Linked DNA regions of Sus scrofa: region 2 is linked to region 1. Evidence: chromatin contacts called from public Hi-C data. All regions are on one chromosome and are shown on one strand. The core of a region is the stretch at or near the end of the contact, and the rest is flanking DNA. Distances in the headings are between cores, read along the strand shown. Region 1 overlaps PM20D2 (peptidase M20 domain-containing protein 2). Region 2 overlaps GABRR2 (gamma-aminobutyric acid receptor subunit rho-2).

What was found. A called contact is a pair of places that touch in the nucleus more often than the background predicts.
Region 2: a contact with region 1 is called in a Hi-C map of skeletal muscle, with 5 times the contacts expected there. The contact joins two enhancer-like sites. A contact is called at or near these places in 14 of 47 Hi-C or Micro-C datasets (alveolar macrophages, blood, embryonic fibroblasts and 10 more).

The regions. Positions count from the first base shown.
Region 1 is chr1:57,212,061-57,215,106 of Sscrofa11.1, reverse strand. It overlaps PM20D2 (peptidase M20 domain-containing protein 2), which reads right to left. Exons shown (of 7, transcript XM_013992683.2): 5 at 2,593-2,728; 6 at 1,190-1,297; 7 at 1-955. The coding sequence ends at 801. Among named protein-coding and RNA genes, the nearest start is that of PM20D2, 26 kb to the right of the region's middle. Within about 2 kb of position 1,441, at least 1 of the 83 cell types and tissues checked has an H3K27ac peak or open chromatin away from gene starts, as enhancers often do. A contact at or near this core is called in skeletal muscle, where this site is marked.
Region 2 is chr1:57,302,994-57,305,906 of Sscrofa11.1, reverse strand. All of the region lies in intron 2 of GABRR2 (gamma-aminobutyric acid receptor subunit rho-2), which reads left to right. Among named protein-coding and RNA genes, the nearest start is that of GABRR1, 19 kb to the right of the region's middle. Within about 2 kb of position 1,321, at least 1 of the 83 cell types and tissues checked has an H3K27ac peak or open chromatin away from gene starts, as enhancers often do. A contact at or near this core is called in skeletal muscle, where this site is marked.

The DNA of each region.
Region 1 (3,046 bases), core at 192-2,691:
TAGGTAGAAGGGACCAGTTTCAGGCATTAACAGTCAAAGTAAGGAGGCACTGCTCCTCTCTCAGTAAATTCCTCTAGACATATGGGGTCACCAAGCAAACAGCTTATGGGAAGGGTCTAACGCTATCCATCTTTTTTCCTATTACAGAAATATGGAATGAGGAAGAGCACTTTAATGCCACTTCTTAGAGTAAATTTGAGAATAAAATTTTTTTCATTTTCCTTCAAATGGTAAAAACCAAAGTTTATTCTTTGTACCTGAGTTTCTCATGGTTTCTGCATAGCATTCCTGATTAAAAGCACTACCTTTATTACCAATGAAGAAATTTTCTAAATCTAAGCAGGTATAGTCAGAGAGTCCAAATGAACTTTCCCTAAATTTAGTGCTTGAATTTTAGAACAACTTTAGAGCACAAGTTTACCACCCTCTACCAAAAAAATCATTCAGGTGTCAATTCTGAATATAAGGTTTGAAATTTCTTGGATCTTTTAAAGTATATTCATACAACATATGGATTTAGAAAATATAATCTCTGATAAACTGTGTCATCCAGGTTATTTACAAAATGCTATCACATACCAGCTCTGAAAAACTATAATTCCATCAGATACAGATTTGTGAAATTTTGATTCTAAGTATGAGGTGACATGTTTTCTCCACATCACACCCTCACTTTTCAGGTAAGAGAAACATGACTCCTTTAAGACTGAAAAACAAGCCACATCCTCCTCCCTATTAAAAAAGATTAAGGAAAAAATCACACTTCTTAATGATCCATAAGTGGCTCCTAAACTTTCCTTTTATTCTACTGTATTTAAAAACTCTTCTTCTCGAAGTTTCAATTTAAAGTCCTCTCTGATTTTTTCTAGCAACTCTGGCTTAAAAATAACATCCAATGCAGTCATTGCCAGCGCTTTGGCCGTTCGCAAGGTGTAGAACTGAGCTTCTTGTGACCCTAAAAGATAGAGAAAATGAATAAAGATAACTTCATATGTATTACAATTGATGTGTCAGTTTTTAGGTCAGCTTTCAATATCTAAATCACCTCTCCTACTGCCCACCATAACATAGATTTACCGAGGTCATGTTAGGTAAGGAAATAATAATAGGCTAAAATAAATAGTTAGAAAGGCAGCTATGGCTACAAAGAGAGAGCATGTGCCAAACATTCGCTTCTAATAACACTTACCTGCAGCTTCAGTATATTGTTCTGTATGATTCAAGGCTTGAGATCCAATGTAAAAATATGGATGAATCCCAGGAACCACAAAAGTAACATTTCCAAAGTCGGTAGATCCTTGGAAAGGTAAGACAAACCATGAATTTCTAGTTGCTAGTCCAGTGGACACTAGAGGACACTTAATCTCCACAGTGCCTGTCATGATTTACCACTCCTTCCCTTCTAGAAATTCTCTACCCTTTTGGCTCCCATGACTTCACTCTTTCCTGACTGTCTGGCTTCCTCTGCCTCCTTCTCTAGTCACTCCCTTGGCCTGTCTCCTAAGTGCAGGAGATCCCTAGGGTTTCGCCTCGGGCTACTTCTCCCTCTGTGTCCTCCGGCAACCACATCAACACTGAAACCTGTGTTTTCAATTAGCTCTTGTGTACTGACAACCCCTCAGTCTCCACCTAGACAACTTTTAGGGGTTCCAGATTCAACAGGCTACTGGAGAGCTTTCCTTAGAAGTTCTGTGAGCACCTCAAATTTAACAAGCTAATAATTTATACCAACCCACCATACTCCAGCCTGCTCTCTCTTGAACATTCTTATCTCCCTGAATGACATCAATACCCAGTTTTATCTCCAGGTCCTTCTGAATGGACTTCACCAACATCTATTATATTTTAAGAGGCACATGTCTAACATACAACCATATTAGTAATAATGCTCTTAAAAGGGAAAAAACCCAAAATAATCTGATATGCTTATGATTATTTAAATTCTAATAGTTGTTCTCCTCAGAAACTGAGGAGTTTCTGCCCCCATATAATAAAGTCCTTAGTAACCTGTTTACTGATGACTGAGAGTGCATTAAAATTCTATTTCCCCTCTAAACTGCTTTCTTAAAAAGTAGAACTAAGGAAATTTAAACACTAGAAATAGCTGGAACATAAAGCAGAGTACACTGGCTATTGCTAAAAACAAATCTGCTCATTTGACATTCTACATTCACTGAAGAGTTCCTTAGTTTCTTTCCTCTAATTAAATTTGTGAAAATACGTCATTTAAAAAAATGAGCAAGGGAGTTCCTGTCATGGCTCAGTGGAAACGAATCCAGCTAGCATCCATGAGGACACAGGTTTGATCCCTGGCCTCACTCAGTGGGTTAAGGATCAGTGTTGCTGTGAGCTGTGGTGTTAAGTCGCAGACACAGATCTGGCGTTGCTGTGGCTATGCTGTAGGCCAGTGGCTACAGCTCCAATTTGACCCCTAGACTGGGAACCCCCATACGCCGTGGGTGTGGCCCTAAGGAAAAAAGACAACAACAACAACAACAAAAATTGAGCAATACCTCCCCAACCTCCAAACTGTTAAACAAAACCACTGTGCCTTCTTCAAATAGCACAATATGGTTGAAAGGACTTAATTACCTGAAGGGCCATTGAACACTGCATCTTCTGAAATGAAGTCTATGCCCAGCTTTTTTCCGTTTTCAACATAAGCCTTCCACAGGCTCTTATTGGGAAGAACGTTATAATAATCATGTGCTCCAGCTTTAATTTCTACCTAATAAAAAATAATAAAGAAATTTTGAATTAAGAAACTCAAATTCACTACCTAGTTCTCAAACCAGCAATAGTTCTCTAACAGAAAGAGGTTTAAGTGGGGGCACCTTCCCTTTAGGAAATCTTTTACCTTCAGAAAATCTCTCTCAAATATTTTACCTTTAAAAAAAAAAAAAAACCAAAAACTTTTCTATAATGAGAGTTCCTAGGACCCTATCTTTTTTATGTTACATGTGGAACAAAGATCACCTAGCTCTACCAGCCAGTGAGTTTCAGCTTCAGTCACCTAAAAAAGTTGTAGGGGAGGCCAGGACTCTCC
Region 2 (2,913 bases), core at 72-2,571, 91 kb before region 1:
GGGAGGCCAGGGATCAAACCTGCAACCTCATGGTTCCTAGTCGGGTTCATTAACCACTGAGCCACAATGGGAACTCCCCCCTTCTTCTTTTTTTTTTTAAATTAAATTATAGTTGATTTACAACATTCTGCCAATTTCTGCTGTACAGCAAAGTGATCCAGTCATACATACATATATATTATACATTCTTTTTCTCATATTCCCTTCTTAAATATATTTGTTGCATATGTTTATTTTTTCCAAACTACAACACATTGCTAATATTGTTTTATATAGTCAGTGCTCCCTTAGAATCATGCATATATTTACCATTTTTGCTGGTCTTTATTCATCCTTGTTTCTCCAGCTTTCTTTCGGGATCACCCTCCTTCTGCTTCAAAAACACCTTCATTTCAGGCAGGATGCCTGTTGGCAAATTCTCTTTGTTTTAGTTTGTCTTAAAATTATATCTCACATTTATTCTGAAGAGTCAGTATGGAAGAAATGGCATATATCTTTATTTCAAAAATGGATACATCTCTAATGCGTGCTTTCCAGGACCGCTGAAGAGAAATAATGGCTGAAAGATGGGAACCAAGAAAAGCCCTTGGCTAAACATATAATTCCTTTATGCTGCCTTGAATTTTTCTGCCTCACTGCCTATACTGCTGAAAATCCACCAATGCCTTTTATTTGGTTGACCAGATCCCTCTCTATATTTTATTTTTTTATTTTTAATTTTTTTAAAATTTTTGGCCATGCCCATGGTATGCAGAAGTTCCCGGCCCAGGAATCAAACCTTCACCACAGCAGCAACCTGAGCCCTGGCAGTGACAACACTAGGTCCTTAACCCAAGGAGCCACCAGGGAACTCAGATCCCTCTCTGAAAGCAGAAAAACCCACATCAGTGTTCAGCGGCCAAGACATGAATGCCTAGTTAGCTTAACTAGACTATTTTCTTCCTAACATCTCAAAGGACTCAGTCCTACTCAAAATGTAAAATTGTTCATGAAAGAAGGAGAAAGACCAGGGAGTTGGAAGAATTTCTCAAAATTTAAATGGGGAAGGGCCACAGAATGGAGAGTTCAGGAGAGCCTGGGAGCATTAGCTGTCAAAGGCAAAGGTCACCTCCATTGCACTTGGACCAAGGAGGATAGAGCTGATGGTCCTGTTGACGCTTGCGATGCGAGCCCCTGAATGCAGCTCTGGGGAATCCTCAACACACAGGTCGTTTCCAACAACCCAAGATCCCTGGAACTTGACCTCACCCTCACGTAGGCAGAACCTTCAGAGCCCTGCTGCCACCCTCACAGGCATCAAATTTCTCTCCAAAGGGCAGCTGGAGCTGTGGAGAGCGAGGCAAGCCCTGGGGACAGAGAAGCACAGTAACAGGCACCAAGCAAGCTGATATATTTTATCTAGAAAATGTCCTTTGCCCAAACCAGCTGCCTGTCAAACACTGTGCCCAGTATCTGAAAACTAGACCACAGGGAAGTTGGTCTAAAGAGGGTGATTTAGGAGTTCCCGTCGTGGCTCAGTGGTTAGCGAATCTGACTAGGAACCCTGAGGTGGCGGGTTCGATCCCTGGCCTTGCTCAGTGGGTTAAGGATCCAGCGTTGCCGTGAGCTGTGGTATAGGTCACAGACAAGGCTCAGATCTGGCGTTGTTGTGGCTGTGGTGTAGGCCGGCGGCTACAGCTCTGATTCAACCCCTAGCCTGGGAACCTCCATATGCCGCAGGAGCGGCCCAAAAAATGGTAAAAAGACAAAAAAAAAAAAAAAAAAAAGGGTGATTTATTTTGTTTCTGCTCTTTGGCTCTTGGGATGACGGGATGTTGCAGGCCCTGTGGCATTTGAGAGAAAGGGAATGAGGGGGAAAGGTGATGAGGGTTAAGAGGCCAGTTGAAGAGCTCCAACCTTGAGCTGATTTACTGTCTCAAGCTAACAAAGAACCAGAGGTTCTGGCCATTTCAGTGCCTTCCTGGAGCCTGGAGTGAGGGGAGTCCCCAGCTGTGAGAGCAGGGATCTCTTCCAAGCCCTGACCTGAGGGCACAGGAAAATATAAAGATCAGCTTACAACCCAATTTACCTGAGCGGGGGAAAAGTAAAAATAAAGCATTGTGCTCATTCGCTTTCATGTTTAGGAACACAGAAAATAGCCACTAAATCCCATGAGTAATAAAGAAGATGCACCCATTCTATTGGGTTCAGTCAAAACCCCCAAATATTCCATGGTGGGATTGCAAGCATGAGCGAACCTACAGGGGGAGGTTGGGGGAGAGTTAGTGAGCCCATCCAGTCCCTGGTCCGCCTCCATGAGGACCCCCTGCCCTCTCCTTGGGGCAGGATGTGAGGGTTGAAGCTTCTAGCTCCTTCATCATGTTCGGATCTCTGATCCTCCTTCCCTGCCCTTGGCCAAAGTTCCCTCCCAGTCCTCATTCCTGAGACCCAGACTCCCCCTGCCACCCCAAGCTTCGCCCAGCTGACTACTGTGGGTCAGCATGTGCTGGTCCTGCACCCCCTGGCCAGCACCCAGAGGACTAAGGTTCAGGGAGCTGGCCTTCAGAATTCCTTCCTCTCATAAGATCCTACCCAGATAACACCTGACTCCCTCAGGGACATTTTTTTTTTTTTTTTTAATGGCTATATGGAAGTTCCTGGGCCAGGGATTGAAACCTATGCCACAGCTGCAGCAACACCAGATCCTTTAACCACTGTGCCGGGCCACCTGGCCAGGGGTCAAACTTGTGCCTCTGTGTGACTCAAGCTGCTGCAGTTGGATTCTTTTTTTTTTTTTTTTTTTTTTTTTCTTTATAGGGCCGCACCTGCGGCATATGGAGGTTCCCAGGCTAGGGGTCCAGTTGGAGCTACAGCCGCCGGCCTACACCACAGCCACAGCAATGTGGGATCCGAGCAGGTCGAGTGTCTGTGACC